Regions from separate parts of the Sus scrofa genome. Here region 2 is linked to region 1. Evidence: chromatin contacts called from public Hi-C data. All regions are on one chromosome and are shown on one strand. The core of a region is the stretch at or near the end of the contact, and the rest is flanking DNA. Distances in the headings are between cores, read along the strand shown.

What was found. Hi-C and Micro-C count contacts between places; a contact is called where the count stands out from the background.
Region 2: a contact with region 1 is called in a Hi-C map of embryonic fibroblasts, with 1.6 times the contacts expected there. The contact joins two enhancer-like sites. A contact is called at or near these places in 5 of 47 Hi-C or Micro-C datasets (embryonic fibroblasts, epiblast stem cells, mesenteric adipose tissue and 2 more).

Annotation. Positions count from the first base shown.
Region 1 is chr18:52,054,848-52,062,727 of Sscrofa11.1, reverse strand. No RefSeq gene overlaps it. Among named protein-coding and RNA genes, the nearest start is that of C18H7orf25, 130 kb to the right of the region's middle. Within about 2 kb of position 3,642, at least 29 of the 83 cell types and tissues checked have an H3K27ac peak or open chromatin away from gene starts, as enhancers often do. A contact at or near this core is called in embryonic fibroblasts, where this site is marked.
Region 2 is chr18:52,496,675-52,504,554 of Sscrofa11.1, reverse strand. The region is part of intron 3 of GLI3 (transcriptional activator GLI3); the gene reads right to left. Among named protein-coding and RNA genes, the nearest start is that of GLI3, 97 kb to the right of the region's middle. Within about 2 kb of position 5,219, at least 5 of the 83 cell types and tissues checked have an H3K27ac peak or open chromatin away from gene starts, as enhancers often do. A contact at or near this core is called in embryonic fibroblasts, where this site is marked.

The DNA.
Region 1 (7,880 bases), core at 2,393-4,892:
AGAAGACATGTCTTTCCGTGCACCTATTCGTACAAAAGCTACTAAAGAATATAACTTAGGAAAACAAAAGATTTAACCAAAAAGAGGAGAACATGAAATCCAGCAAACATAGAAATCAGGAACCAAGAATAAGGCTCTGCAGCAGAAACGCAAGTGCAAATGGTGCCAAAATTCCCCGGAAGGATGACTGGAATACACTAAACACAGTAAAGCCATAACTTTCTCACGGTGGCACACATGGCATCTCTCATGCTTGAATCTTCCTGGCAGATGTGACACCACTGCAAAGGGCTGACATTATTTAGAAACCTTCACGAAGTTAAGCTGAGAAATAAAACAAAGAAATTTGGCCTTCTGCCTATAACCTTGGGTCACCTGGGGATTCCAGTAAAACAATCCAAAGCTTTACTCCGTCATTATGCGATCGTTCAGTAAATAAACTGGTTTTCTAATTCTCCTTTTAACTTTCCATTTCAAAGAAACAGCGAGGGAGATGCTTCCTACCATTCCCAGTAAAGACGTGGTGGTTTACGTGTTGAACTCCTAAAGAATGAACAGCAGAGGTAGAGTCACTTTTGAAACAGTTACACAGTTATTTGGGTTGAAGGAGAAGCTAGCAAATAAATGAACTTAAGGTGAGTATTTTAGGGGAAAGTAAAAAAGAGAATGTCTCCAGGTGATAAATAAAGCCAGCATTTAATGAAGCCTTTACATGGAAGCAACCAAAATAAAATTACGAAACAGAATTGGTTATACAGCAGAGTGAATGTGAATCTACTTAATGCCACTGAACTGTGCACTTAAAATAGTAAAGAGGTGACTTTTCTGCTATGTGCACTTTGCCACGATTAAAAAAAATTTTTAAGAGAAAAAAATAGGTTGCAATTGGTTGGCTCTGGGTTACAGAGAAGTAGCATATGGAGCTGTCATACTTTATTAAAAGCCTCTCTGTGCTATCGGAATTCCCACTGTGGCACAGCAGAAACAAATCTGATTAGTAACCATGAGGTTGCAGGTTCGATCCCTGGCCTCGCTCTAGTGGATTAAGGATCCGGCATTGCCGTGAGCTGTGGTGTAGGTGGCAGACTCGGCTCGGATCTGGCATTGCTGTGGCTGTGGCGTAGGCCGGCGGCTGCAGCTCTGATTCGACCTCTAGCCTAGGAACCTCCATATGCCACAAGTGCAGCCCTAAAAAGCAGGGGAAGAAAAAAAAAAAAAAAAGAAAGAAAGTTGTTTGTTTAACTTCATCCTTCCTGCTGATGCTTTTGGTCAACGTGGGTCCGCCTAAGGCTACCTTTCTCTTGAGTTGCATGTGTTGTTTCTCTAGAAGCCCCGTGCAGACCTGACGCAGGTGCCATGCACTCCAGCTTTCTTCTCCTCTGCTCTTGAGCATCCATCCCCAAGGCCCTGTCCCTCCTCGGAGCCCCACCCAACCCCAAAGCCGGTTACAGTTGGCATGGGGCCCATAAAGGGGTCCTCCTCATAAAGGCCACTCTAAAAAGTCTGGAGGCTGCCTTCGATGTCTGGGCACCTGGAGAAACCCGAGCACCCTTGCCAAGCGGCTGAGCTTTATTCTCACGCTGTGATTGCAGGCTCTTCATCCAGTCTCCTGCCCTCAGGAGTCTCCAGGTGAGAAATGAGCATTACTATCCACTTTCACAAACACTGCAAACTCTCAGGGACACTTAAAACTCTCCCTAGGATTCTCCCATCAAAGTTTTCTCTGCTGGCTGCTGGCCCTAGGGAAGGCCTGCAGACACAGTAGCCTGGCAAACATCTCGAGGCAGAGGGAAATGCTGGCTTCCCTTCTTTCAGGCGACCCAAGTTTGCACACATGGCTTTCTTCGAGCCCTCTTACCTGGTCTGGGAGAGGAGAAAGGCTTGGCACCCCCACCCAGCCATCAGAGCAATCCCCAGACTACAAAAAAGTCCCCACTGTATCAAATTCCCTTCAAGTTTCTAGCCTTCTCTTTTTATGAATATCTGGGTTTGGGGACAGAGATTTGTAAGACCATGTTGGTATGGACACTTATAAGAATGTAGAGTATTTATCAAAACTTGTCCTCAGCTTGGGCCTTTGAGGGAAGCATTGGATGGCAGGAAAAATACAGTTTTATTATTATTATTGCACATACTGCATGTAGGTGCCCAGCTTGGATCCCCCCGCTCATCTTGCAAAGGTGGTATGCAGCTGCCGAAATGCATACAATGCAAAATAACACAGGTAAGAGCCACAAAAGATCCGCCTAATACTGTAAATCTACTAGCAATAGATGTGAAGATTTGGGGGCAGGAGAGTAACATGATGAAAATGATGTTTGAAAGAAATTAAACTGGGGGGGGGGAATGGGAGTGTGAAAAATCTGATGATGGGGAGACCAGACAGGGTTGCTACAGAAACCTGGACGTCCGGCCATGGGTGTGCAGGTGGGAGTGGTGGGAGAAGGATGTGTGGGACAGATTAAGCACCAGAAAAGCTTACTGGATGTAGAAGGGTTTTGCTTTCTGCTGAAATCAAGGCCCAGAGGGGTCAAGAAGAAACATTTGAAGGTTACTCCTTTTATCAAATGGCAGACCTCCAGTCAGACCTGGGCAGCCCTGAGCAATCCCTCCTAAGTGGTTCTCAGCAGAGTTAGTTATGTGTGCAGAATCAGCAGACTATGAGTAAATAGAAATATGATGATAGGAGTTCCCTGGTGGCCTAGCCGTCAAGGATCCAGCTTTGTCAGTGCTGTGGCACAGATGGGTCGCTGCTGTGGTGTGAGTTCCATTCCTGACACAGGAATTTCCACATGTCTGGGGACTTGGCTAAAAAAAATAATAAATTCAGAGAAGGACAAATATCATATGAGATCACACATATGTGGAATCTAATAAAAATGATACAAAAGAACTTATTTATAAAGCAGAAACAGGCTCAAAGACTTCAAAACCACATTTGTGGTTACCAAAGGGGAAACTTGTGGGCGGATAAGTTAGGATTTGGGGATTAACCTATGCACACTACGGCATATAAAATAGTTAAGTAGCAAGGACCTGCTGTAGAGCACAGGGAGATCTACTGCGTACTCTGTAATAACCCATGTGGGAAAACATGGGAAAAGGAACGGATGTGTGTATATGCATCATTGAATCAGTTTGCTGTACACCTGAAACTAACACAGCATTTTAAGTTAACTATAGTCAAATAAGTTTTTTTAAAAAAAGGGAAGTTGATGATGATACCAATATCAGATGATAACATTGGGGGTTTGCTGAGTGTGCTTTATTTCCAGAGAGAGAACAAATCAGCCAGTGGTGACAGAGCTCCCAGCCCTGCCCAAAGGGTATTCCTCCCCCCGTAACCAGCGCTGTCTTGGGTTTAGGAATTGTACACAGTCAAGCCAGCTTCCAGGGTAAATTGTCTTCAGTCTCTTGGAGCAGAACAAATACCTGGATGCTCCCGCCTGGGAGGAGGCTCTCTCCCTCCCAAATCCCGAGTCGCCCTGGCCCGCCTCCAAACGTGGACTCAGAGGTGATTAAAGGATATTCAAGTGGAGCAGCGGCACCAGGCTGACATGTTTCTGGGGAGCCTAAGCTGGGCTTTCCAGCGCTCCTCCATCATGCTCCAGAGCATTCTCCGTGGTTCCCAGCCGACTGCTTTCAGGCAGTACCAGGCGGTTCCCCTGGAACTTTTCTCAGCTATTCTCTACAGCTGTGAAGACAGCTCCTTGGGTGAACTCCAGCCTGCTGAATCACTCATTTCCTGTTCTTGATCTCAGACATTTGTTTGATGTTGCTTTCTCAAAAAAAAAAAAAAAAAAAAAAAAAACAACTTTTGGAGGAAAAAATATATAGTTTTACGGGCTTGAGCACTGAACCAGTTCATTTTGAAGGTGTCTTATCACCATAACCACTTTCCTGCAGAAAGTTCTGAGTGCTGAGTAAAACTCTAGGAAGCTTCTCCCAGGACTGTTGGATGTTGGAGACAGGATTCTGGGTTCTGTTTACACCATAGCGATGAAGACATATGGCTCATTTGGTTCAGCAGCGGGTCAGGAGAAGCTGCCATTTCTAGAAACATCAGATGAATGAGCAGCGCAACCCAAGAATCAGTGGTGTGGGTGTTTCCAAGTCTTCCATCTTAAAAGAACACGTTGGAAGAAAAGCGAGGTGCAGCCAGCTCTCACTTAGCCGCCCCCCTGTATTTCTCAGGAATCCCTGGGACTTTCCATTTCTCATAGTGCCTCCCTCTGCTAATATCTTCCTTCTGTTCAATTTTCTGTTCCCCTTAGATTCTCACTGCTTACATCTGCTTCCTCACTGCAGACGCATCCAACCAAATGTGGAAATGGGGTACTTTTCTGCAATTTTCCCACGCAAGCTATGACCCACACAAGATGGTAGTTTTAGCAAGGCTTCCGAAGGAGCCTGAATTAAGGAGAGGACTCACACAGCCGTACAGCGATGGCTGGAAACTGCCTGTTCGTGCACATGCAGTCCTCCTGGCCCCGGGAGTCTCCCGGCGGGGTCCTCCAGAGGAAGCAGCTCCCTGGCTGACCCCGCCTCCGGCCGCCCTCCACGCAGCTGGCCCTATTCTTTCCTGTTCCCCATTCACCCCTCAGTCCTCGTACTGCCTTCCTTTTAAGCTGCCATGAAAACTTTGAATCCCCCTTGTTTTATGGGACAAGCCAATTTAATTTTCTTTGTCTCATTCCTCCTCTTCTGGACCAAGGCCTGGGGTCTGTCCTCTTGAAAACACTCAGCAACCATCGGTCGTGCTGCCAGCTAAACTTTGACTCTCGACGCCCATCCACTAGATTAGTTTTCAAGTCAGTAAGTTTTAAAAACTTACCTAAATACTATAATGTATCTCTTGGCATTAGAAATCAAAAACAGAACGCAGAGGGACTCCGTTGCAAAGCTTTATCATTCCTGTGTTTATTCTAAGTATTCCATCCACAGCAGAAAGGAACACACCAGTATAAATCAACTTATTTCAATTAAAAAAGATTTTAAGTGACACAAAGGAACGTCTCTATGAAACAGAAACAGACACACAGATGTGGAGAACACGTCTTGTGGTGGCCAAGGGGGAGGGAGGGAAGTGGGATGGAGTGGGAGGCTGGGATTAGCAGAATTAGCAGATGAAAGCAGTATGTGCAGCATGGATAAACAGCAAGGGCCTACTGTAGAGCCCAGGGAACTATATTCACCATCCTGAGATGAACCATAATGGAACAGAAAAATTTTAAAGAATATATGTATATGATGTGTGTGTGTGTATAACTGAGTCACTTTGCTGTAGAGCAGAAAATCACACACCATTGTAAAACAACTCTACTTCAATAAATACATAAATAAAAAGTCTATCCACTAAACTTAAGAAACATAATTTTTTTTTCTTTTGTCCTTTTTAAGGCTGCACTTGCAGCATATGGAGGTTCCCAGGCTAGGGGTCTAATCTGAGCTGTAGCCACCAGCCAACACCAGAGCCACAGCAACGCCAGACCTGTGCTGTGTCTGCGACCTACACCACAGCTCACGGCAACGCTGGATCCTTAACCCACTGAGCGAGGCCAGGGATCGAACCTGCAACCTCATGATTCCTCGTCGGATTCGTTTCTGCTGCGCCACAGCGGGACCTCCGGAAAAATAATTTCTTGACTCGATGTTTATTTAGACCCAGTTTCTGGCTCCCTGTTGAGGGTAAACTGGAGATAAGTGGCCCGTTGTCTGTGGACACGTGTGGACAGTGGCCCCCCTTCAACTAACACAAATTAGTTGAAATGAGCCCACCCTGCTTCTCTGCAGAAGTGGGGAGAGCCTGAAAGCACCTCTAATCTCCCTGTATGTATACGAGGAAGACACACAGTGCAAGACACCATGTGCCGTGTTAAATACGCCCACAACACACACAGACCAAGGAAGGGCTGCTCCCGTCCTTCTGAGTTCATTAATGCCAGGGCATTAAAAAATGAATATGAAACGACCCTCAGGTTTTATCTAGCAATCTTCTCTGAAAGGATAAGCAAATTGCAAAATGCTGCTCCAGGCCTGGTGCCAATTTGCGGCACAGTTTTAACCAGGTTAAGATAAAATGAGCAAAATAAAGAGGTTTTGTTTTGAAATACGTCTATTAAGGTTTCCGACTCCCATGGGGAGTGGTTCCGTGAGAGAAGACGAGGCCCCCTCTCCATGCTACGTGTTGTGTTGTGATGTTACATTTTAAGGGAGAAGATGATGATCTCAGCAGTTTTGAGGGATTTTTTAAAAATTCTTGCACGAGAGCAAATTATGTTCTCCATTGGAGTTCCTCTTGTGGCTCAGGGGTAATGAACCTGACCAGTATCCCTGAGGACTCAGGTTCGATCCCTGGCCCACTCAGTGGGGTAAGGAGCCGTTGCCTTAAGCTGCGGCGTAGGTCCCAAGGCAGCTCAGACCCTGCGCTGCTGGGGCTGTGGGGTTAGGCCAGCAGCTGCAGCTCCCGTTTGACCCCTGGCCTGGGAACTTCCATTCACTGCGGGTGTGGCCCTAAAAAGAAAAAAAAATTATTCACCAATGTCTGGGAACCGGTCTTCTAGAAACATATCTGTGGGATTAAGAAAAGGAGCGAAACAAAACAAACACTTCTCAATCCCTTAGAACATATTTTAAAAAGAGAAAATCATGCAGAGCTTTCCCACGGCGTTGCCGTGGAAGAGGCTGCAGACAGGCTCCATCCCTCCACTCAGCCTCCCACCCCACACCACAGCCACGGCATCCTCCCTTCTAGATTCCTCTTTCCCCCTTCAGATCCATAGATGAGCCCACATGAAATGTTAGTTGCATAGAGAAAAGAGGATTCTGTGACACAACCCGAAGATTTCAACTACTGATTTGGAAAGACGGCTGGGCTAGGTTGCAGAATCAGCCAAAGCCCTGCCAACTGTGGCTCCTCCCACTGGCCCAGAGGGGTCTCCCACTCACAGACCCAACCCTGCTGCCAGGGAACTTAGGCAAGAGAGACGATTATGAATTGACTTCTCAGACCAACCATTTTGCTGACAATTTTTTCTCGCTCATTGAATTTATCTGACATTGAGGAGACATCAACATTGCACCGTATGCAAATCTAAAATGCATTTGAAATTAAAAGTTAGGCAAGCGCTTCCTAAATTGCCACTCCGGGAGTTCTCGTTGTGGCACAGTGGTTAACAGATCCGACTAGGAACCATGAGGTTGCAGGTTCGATCCCTGGCCTCGCTCAGTGGGTTAAGGATCCGGCGTTGCCGTGAGCTGTGGTGTAGGTTGCAGACACGGCTCGGATCTGGCATTGCTGTGGCTGTGGGGTAGGCTGGTGGCTACAGCTCCGGTTGGACCCCTAGCCTGGGAACCTCCATATGTTGCTGAAGCGGCCCTAGAAAAGGCAAAAAGACCAAAAAATAAAAATAAATAAATAAATAAATAAATTGCCACTCTGGTGTCCACCAAGATGAACACAGGTCATAAGAGAATTAGGTCTTGAAGAGATCTTGGAGATGACACAGCCCAGGGCTCTTTCATGACAGATGAGAAATGGTAGAATTTGCAGGTTCCATAATAATCCAGGATTTCCAGCCCAGCAGATGAGAACCCTTTGTGTCTGAGTCTCCTTCAAAGCAAAATGCGCAACTTTCTTTATTTGCCAGCCTTGTTTTTCCACAGGGTAGACTTAAGGACCTCTTCCTTCCTTCTTCCTTCCTTCTTTCCTTCCTTCCTTCCTTCTTTGCTTTCTCCCTTTCTTTCTTTTCTCTTTTTAGGGCCACACCTGCAGCATATGAAGGTTCCCAGACTAGGGGTTGAATGGGAGCTGTAGCCACCGGCCTACACTGCAGTCACAGCAACACCAGATCCAAGCCGCATCTGTGACCTACATCACA
Region 2 (7,880 bases), core at 3,970-6,469, 440 kb before region 1:
CGGCATTAGCTACTGGATTTCCCAGCTGAATTTCACTTTGTTATTTCTGGCCCCTCTCCCCAGCCTTGCCGTGGGCCCTTTGCACAATTCCTGAGGTTAGGGGATTTGAGGTTTCCAATAAAATAAAACTCGAGGTTTTTAAATGTTTTATTGTGACTCTCATATTCTGATGTTAAGACATGTCTTGATACAGAACCGTCTTAATTCGTTGGAAACGAAGCCACACTGATTTCCCAACATTTGGGATTGGTACTTTGAAGCCAAGACATTCTGATTCTTGGGGTTATTAAAAACAGAAAAGCTCAGCACTTGGAGAACAAGTAGAAACGGATTTTGTTGTCCTCAACAGGAAAGAACGCACGACGCAGGGGAAGCAGCAGCTCGGACTTGAGGACCCGGGAGAAGCAGCTGGTCGGAGGGGTCGGAAGGGGGCTGGGGGATGGACACACACACCGCAAATCAGAAGGCGTTCCCTTCGTGGAGCAGCGGAAACTAACCTGACTAGAACCCATAAGGATGCGGGTTCCATCCCTGGCCTCGCTCGATGGGTCAGGGATCTGGCATTGCCGTGAGCTGTGGTGTAAGGTTGCAGACATGGCTTGGATCTCACTTTGCTGTGGCTGTGGTGTAGGCCAGTGGCTACAGCTCCGATTTGACCCCAGTCTGGGAACTCCCATATGCTATGGGTGCGGCCCTAAAAAGCAATTAAAAAAAAAAAAAATCAGGAGGAGGAGGTGAAGTAAAATAAACTCTGCCACAAATTCTGGGCTAGTGATGGGACATATAGTTACCCAAAGATCTGCTTAAATACTCAAAAGCTATGAGCAGGTCTTGGGGCTCGCCCTGAACCCCTGGACTCCTGGACTCATGCAGAAGAGGATCAGCTCAGTCCGTCTTCTGCTACTTCCTGACCTGAGCTCCACCCTCGACCCCAGAGTCCTCTAAGGTCCTCGTGAGTGTCGTATTTTCCTTTGGCCTCATCCTCAAAAATGTTCCTTTCTACCTCGCTACATTGATTGTATCCCAATGTCACTTCCTCCAGGAAGCCCTCTGGATTCATCAACTCTGGGTGAGGTATGTGTATAACCTGCTCCTAAGAAACGCTGCATCTATCTTTTATAATACAGCCTTTGTGCTAACTTCCAGCAAGGACTTATCTGCTCATCTCACTGTCCCACTGGCCTGACGCTCCATGAAACAATGACCTTGTTCTATCTGTCCAACACCAGCTGGCACGGAAGAGAGACCCAGGAAGCGTGATTAACTAGCAAAATGACTGACAGGTGAACAAAAAATACAAACAGCTAAATAACTCAAGAACCTTTTCGTTTTGTTCTAAGAGGAAGAAACCCATCAAACACTGGGGTTCGTAAAAAGCCTGGGAAGATATTCAGAAGATAAGAACCCTGCATTTTAGGAGAGACTCGACGCAGAGGCCCACACATGAGAGAAAAAAGGCTTGAGAAAGCTGGATACTTTCCAAAGAGTCCTACAAGAACCCAAACTCCATCAGAACATAGGAAGGGCAGAGCCATAAAACTCCAGATCGGTTACCCTATAATAAAACCAAACTCTGCAAAGGCACAACGAGAGAAAAATCCAGCCCTTTTACTAAGGAGTATGAGGACACAGCACACATTTATAGGTACAAGATCAAGAAAGCTAAAGCGAGGCAGGAGATACAGCTTTCAAGAGACATCAAAGGTAACATTCTTTAATTATACAAGAAAAAGGAGGAGGGAGCCAAGGATAATGTTGCCTCTTTTAGAAAATGGGCTGGAAAGCTGTTAGCAGCTGGCTGCGAAAAGGCAGGAGTGGCTGTTTCCCAAGGAAGGAGGGAAGAAAGGGGTCGGGAAAGAAACTATAAGCAAAACTAAAAAAACTGCCGCTTTGGTTGGGCAGGAGGGCGAATCCAAAAAGGGAAATAATTCCACGGACTATTCTGGCACCCGGATCCGCGATCCCGATCGATACGTCGATGGAAGATCCCAGGACCTCGGCTCACACGCATACTTGCACGCGGATGGGCTGGAAAGATGCTACTGACAGTCGGGAATGGCCTGGAGGTTACTAAGGAGAAGACAGACCACTGACATCTGTGGAGGGGAAAACAAAGCTCACGCTCAGCCTAGCGAGGAGGGACTACCTACCTGGTCGGTCTCAGACGGGCTTCGGAACACACGGGAGAGTTGACTCTCCTCTGCGCATCCCACGGTGTTGGCAATGAGGACTCAATCCTGGGAGTAAAGTGCCAATGTTCTCCAGAGAACTACAAGCCACCTCGTAGGAGAATCCTGGCAGTTTTCAAAGGTGGGTAGGTGGAAGCGAATATTCCTGATGTTTGAAAAATGAACAGTTTCTAAATGTATAAATGGGTCCTAAATATTTCAAACCCTGCCTACGTTCAGAGGGGACTGGGCAGTCAGTTTGGGTCAGGGGATGCATACAATGAGTAAATTATAAGATGGAAGCAGGAGATGGCAGCACATCAGATAAGTCGCCACCTCTGACCGGCAGATTCTGGACAAACTTCATCTCCGAGGAGACCGAGGTCAAGATGTGAACAGCTCACCCCTTCTCGGCACGAACGAGCCCTCCCCGTCCTGGCTAGGAACTCTAGTGGGCAGCCAAGTATGGTCCAGACTGCCGCCTTATCCTAAAGGAGATCTGGCGGACACAGAGGGACAGCGCTAAGACGTGGCTGTGATGTGTTTCAGGGTGAGAATTACACACGGACCTGGAGTGCAGGGTAGGCAGATGTCCTTGGGAGATGGACTTAAGAGACGTCTTTCCAAGGAAATGTGTCTTTAGGCTGAAGAATCGATAGGAGCTGAAGGCCAGGAGCAAAGCTAAGAAGGACTGCAGCAGAACCTGAGTGGGAGCAGGGTGGCCTGAGTGGCAAGCCACACTTGCCAGCAGGGGGCACTGTTTGGGCAACCGAGGGAGAGAGGGCTGGGGCCAGAGCACCAATGGCCCCCTGGTTTTCTCTAGAGCACAGGTTCCTTTTGCCTTTCGTAACTTCGCCTCTCCCGGGTAGCTCTCAAGCTTTTCCCTGGTCCCTTCTGGTATGTCCCCTAAATTCAACAGATAAAATCAGTAACTCATTTTCCAAATCCCACCAGGCTTCTGTCTCCATGGGCTCCTGGTTCCGCTTGCTGTCTCCCGAGACCCGTGTGTAGAATCCCAGTCACATCAACTCCCAGAGCAGTCAAGATTCAGTGGGGAGACTTGGAATCCGGAGCTCCCTAAAAAGTATCCCTAAACTTCTACCACTTTCTGCAGAGCTGCCGTGCAATCTAGTGCTGTAAAAATCTACAGACGTGGCTCACGGTTTCTGGTCTTAAAACATCACCTCCAGGTAGTTATAAGAAAGTTGGGATCGTGACATCGAATTTCTAAGAGAAAAGCGAGAATGAGTGGGGAGCTGTCCTTAAGCTCACAAGGAACAGTTCTGCAAAGCGTCCTAGACCTGCTTGCATCTCCGCAGTTCCCGCTACAACTCCAGACGACCAGCCCAGGAAGCAAGACACCTAGCAAAGCCCCCCGAGTGTGACCCAACATCACTCTTTCCTGTTAAACCATCTAGTTTCCAGGAGGGGGAAAAAGAAGCGAACCCAACACTCCCGATTGGCTCATCAACTGTTCTCCAAAGACGGTAACGACAGCCTGGATGGGAGCGGAACTGTGTGCTCAGGGAACTGTCACTGCCTTTGCAGTTTGGTCAACACCAAACTGTTCATTTGTGCCTCGTAGGCATCTCTGTCTTTCACAGTCTCCAGATGACACTCCAATAGTAAGAGAAATGTGAGCAGGTGCACCTATTAAATATGTAAAATACACCTCTTGTCTTCCACTCAGTTAGAAGACGTATTTCTAAAGAGTGTGCAAAGTCACCTAAAATAAAGACAGGGAGAACGAACACCCTCCGTGCCTTGTTTCTTTTTTTTTTTTTACACACAAAAATGCAAGTGGACTCATCACATCAGCTTTTTCCGCAGAAGATAAACGCAAGCCAATTAAAAATTCAGTTTCTTTTCTTTAAGCTAATTCCTCAGGTTTTGCTAATTAGCAACTAATAGTTCTGTCATCTGCACTGGGACACATAAGGAAGCATACCAGCAGTATGTTTTCAATCAAAGCATTTGCACGGAAGAATGAATCATATTTTCCAGGAGGAATTAAGGCTTGGGAGCCGCTGGGGGCAGAAGGAAAGCAGTCTTCACACAACTCGAAAACTGTAAAAAAGATCTGAAATTTTAGAAAACAAGGGCGTCTCTCTCACGCCCCACCCCCCGCCCCCTTAACAAAACCAGCAGGAGGTCTACACGGCATGGCTGGTGAATCCAAGAAACTCCCCACCAAGGACCCCCCGCAGGCAGAGTTCGCAAACTGGACTCCACACAGTGGGACGGAAGAGAGTGAAACACATGTTTTCTGTAACAGGGAAGAGAAGAAAAGTTAAGTGTCGGCCAGGATTCAGGGATGCTTTAACTATTGTGTCACCTGCCTTGTGAGTTTATAAAAGAATAAATGCAGGGTGGTTAAGTGAACGCAGGGGCTGAGGGTGGTTTGCAAGATCTGGCTGCAGATGAAGCAGGAGCGGAATACAACTGCTGAGAAATCTTTGGGCAGGAGGAGCCTGGAGGGGGTCCTTCTGACTCCAGTACAAGGAGGGCAGGTCCCTCCAACCCGGCCCCTCCCATGTGCTCCCCAATTATAATGCGCCAGTGATGGTGCAGCCGCCAGCCTGTCAGCACCAGCCCACGTCTGAGCCAGGCAGCTTGCACGTCCACTTTTCTGCCTTGATATACAGCTTATCCACAGCCACCCTTCCCAAGCGAAGCCCCCCGCAATGCCCCATGAGGATTTTATTCCGAACACATGTTGCAAACGTTTGAAGTGCCCGCTACCCTTGGGTTTTCTTTTTGCTTTTCTTTTTTTTTTTTAAGTCAAACCCACAAAACCAAAAACACTCTGAATCCCGCCTAAGTGCCGTTTGAGAAGATGCAACATCGCAGACCCAAGGATCATAAAGTCTTGTGCAATCACCATTTTACAGATGTGTCCTTGTGAGGAGAAAAGCGATTTTCCCTTTTCCGGTCTTACAGGAAGCCTGCCCACACGTTAGAAATACAAAGTCAGTATATATAGAAGCACAAATTAGGCGTCTTGGAAAAGTCTGCACTTTCCGACCACAGAGAAACGCAGGAATTACAGTGCGAGTTCACATGCCCAGCTCCCCGGGCTTAGAAAGTCCTTCCTCTCCAACTCTCTGGTGGGGCTGGCAGATGACTCAGATGAAAGGGAAGTGGCCTTATAAAGACGGGTCTGAACCTGGAGCTACTGAAGGGCTGCCATGAACTTGCGTCCTTGACACGCCTGCCGACTGAGACAAGGTCGCAAAACGTGGTCAAACGTCAACACCTCACGTTAACAAGCGAGGCCTTTCTGCACATACGCTGAAAAACTCTTAGAGGAGATGCCCGCACCAGCGTCACATGAGTCATTTACCTGGATGAATAGATCCGCACAGGGTCGATAGAGATTATCACAAAGTACCTAAAAAAAGCACTTGTTATGCTGGTAGATGATTAAGTAACCACCCCAGTGGGGTTCTAGAAAAAGGAAAGTCCCCTCTCACTGACTTCTTGAGGCTTAGTTTAAGACATCTTTAAATTATTTAACAAGGGAGTTCCCATGTGGCTCAGCGGTAATGAACCCAACTAACATCCATGAGGATGAGGATTCGATCCCCAGCCTCGCTCAGTGGGTTAAGGATCCAGGGTAGCCGTGAGCTGTGGTGTAGGTGACAGACATGGCTTGGATCTGGCGTGGCTGTGGCTGTGGCGTAGGCTGGCAGCTGCAGCTCTGAATCAACCCATAGCCTGGGAACCTCCATAGGCCGCAGGGGTGGCCCTAAAAAGACCAAATAAATAAATAACATGAATATGTGACACCGTACCTTTTATTTTTCGTACCTTTTACTTTCCCACGTGTATTAAGTTTATATCTGGCACAGAAAACACTTTCTGCTAGGAGTGTGAAAACGGGAAAACATCTCAAACTCAGGTAAAAGCTTTAACGTTTCTTAACTCCCCCACCAGGGAAAAATTAGAGTCCGCCCACGAAGGTTCAAGAAGGAAGGGCTATGCTCGCAAGGCCAAGGCACCCCATTCTCACTGCGCGCCCGCTCCCTAAGGGTTCCAGGCCGCTCCGTGTCTCATCTGGGTTTGTAGAAGACGCTGGTCTCAGGGAGGCAGGAAGGCAGGCAGGTCTGGCGGAGAAACGCCAGGCCACACGAACCAAACGCAAGAGCCACGCGGATAAAAAAGACCACGGTCTGGAGCATGACCTGGTCAGGTACCGAGGGCGGTGATGACAGGGAGGGAGGATGCTCCCGACAGAATGGAAGGAGGAGGAGGGAGGGAGACCCGGAGGAGGGGGAGGAAGAGCCCCTGCAGCGACCGCGAGGCCCCCACCATAGGCCGGAGGTTGCACTAGAGACGGTCCTGGCATCGTGTCACTTCACGGCCACAAGGACGCCATGGGGCTGGGTCTTCCTCACTCCCAGTCAACCGCTGGGAAGGGATCCTCAGCCGGAGGGGGATCGCAGAGGACACAGCCTCCCTGGCGACAGTCCCACCACCAGGAAGGGGCAAGGCTGGACCCGGAGTGCGCCGATGGCTGAGCCAATCCAGGGAATCCCTAGGGGGCCCCATCCGCATCACACGTGACAGTAACACTTATTCACAACCAAGTGCGGGAGTCCATGGCGACTCGGGGTCCGAAGAGCCATGTGGTTACAGACGACCCACCTGGCTTAGAAAGGACCATGTGATGTTTTACTAGAGATTCGCCCCAAACTGCGGGGAACACTGAAGAACAGCCACCCCGTGGGTGTGACGTCCCCTAGCGACAACGATCGGTTCCAAGAGCTCTCCAGGGCTCCATGCTCAGTCCTACCCCACTGGAGGCCCGGAAGCCAGGGCAGGTGGGTGGGGGGGGGTTGCACGTGTGGGTCACAGGCAAACCGTGAGGACAAAGGGACCAAGGACAAGCTGCAAGGTGAACGGCGCCGAGAGAGAGTTAACGGTCATCCCCCAACAGAGGTCCTCGTCAGCTGTCCTGACCAATTAAGGACCCCACTAATTAGTGGGCATCTGGAATGGAAAACAAAACATACATATGAGATGGGGTGGGGGGGCGTCTGTGTCCACATCTAAGGGCGAAAACAACGCAGGGAGCACGCGGCCAATAATCCAAACTGTATTCTTTTTCTAAAGGAAGCAGACGTGCAGGGACGATTACTAGGGGCAGAGAGAGTGGGGACTCCCTCCTGGCTTCCGCCCGCGTCATACGCTCCTCCCAGAGACCCGGCCACAAAAACCCAGGGTAGGACACGTAGGAATGCACCCGGAGAAAAGCCTACCAACACTATTCTAAACGCTCGTTCTGAAAAGAAAGGGAAAATAAGAGAAAACCAGATAAACCCCTAACAGGGGAAGGAAGGGAACAGAACACACTCCACGTCCTCCTGATGTGACCTGTGTCTGCAGAGCTGCAGCTGGTGGACAAGGGTGTGCGAGGGTCCGGCACACAGCAGGCGGTTCCGTTACACACAGACACAGAAACACACATATGTATTTTGGATTCTCTGCCATTACAGCTGATCACAAGAGAGGGAGCGCAGCTCTCTGTGCTGATCAGCACTTTTTAAACAGAGGTACTGACGTCCTTTTAAAAGCTAAGAAAAACCTATCGACCCTTCTCCCCCATGCCTCTGACCACTTTAAAAAAAATTCTCCCCCCACTTAAAAAACATAATTTATCTTCCATCTTTACCAACAACATAATCCGGCCGGGGCAGGGGGATGCCGTGG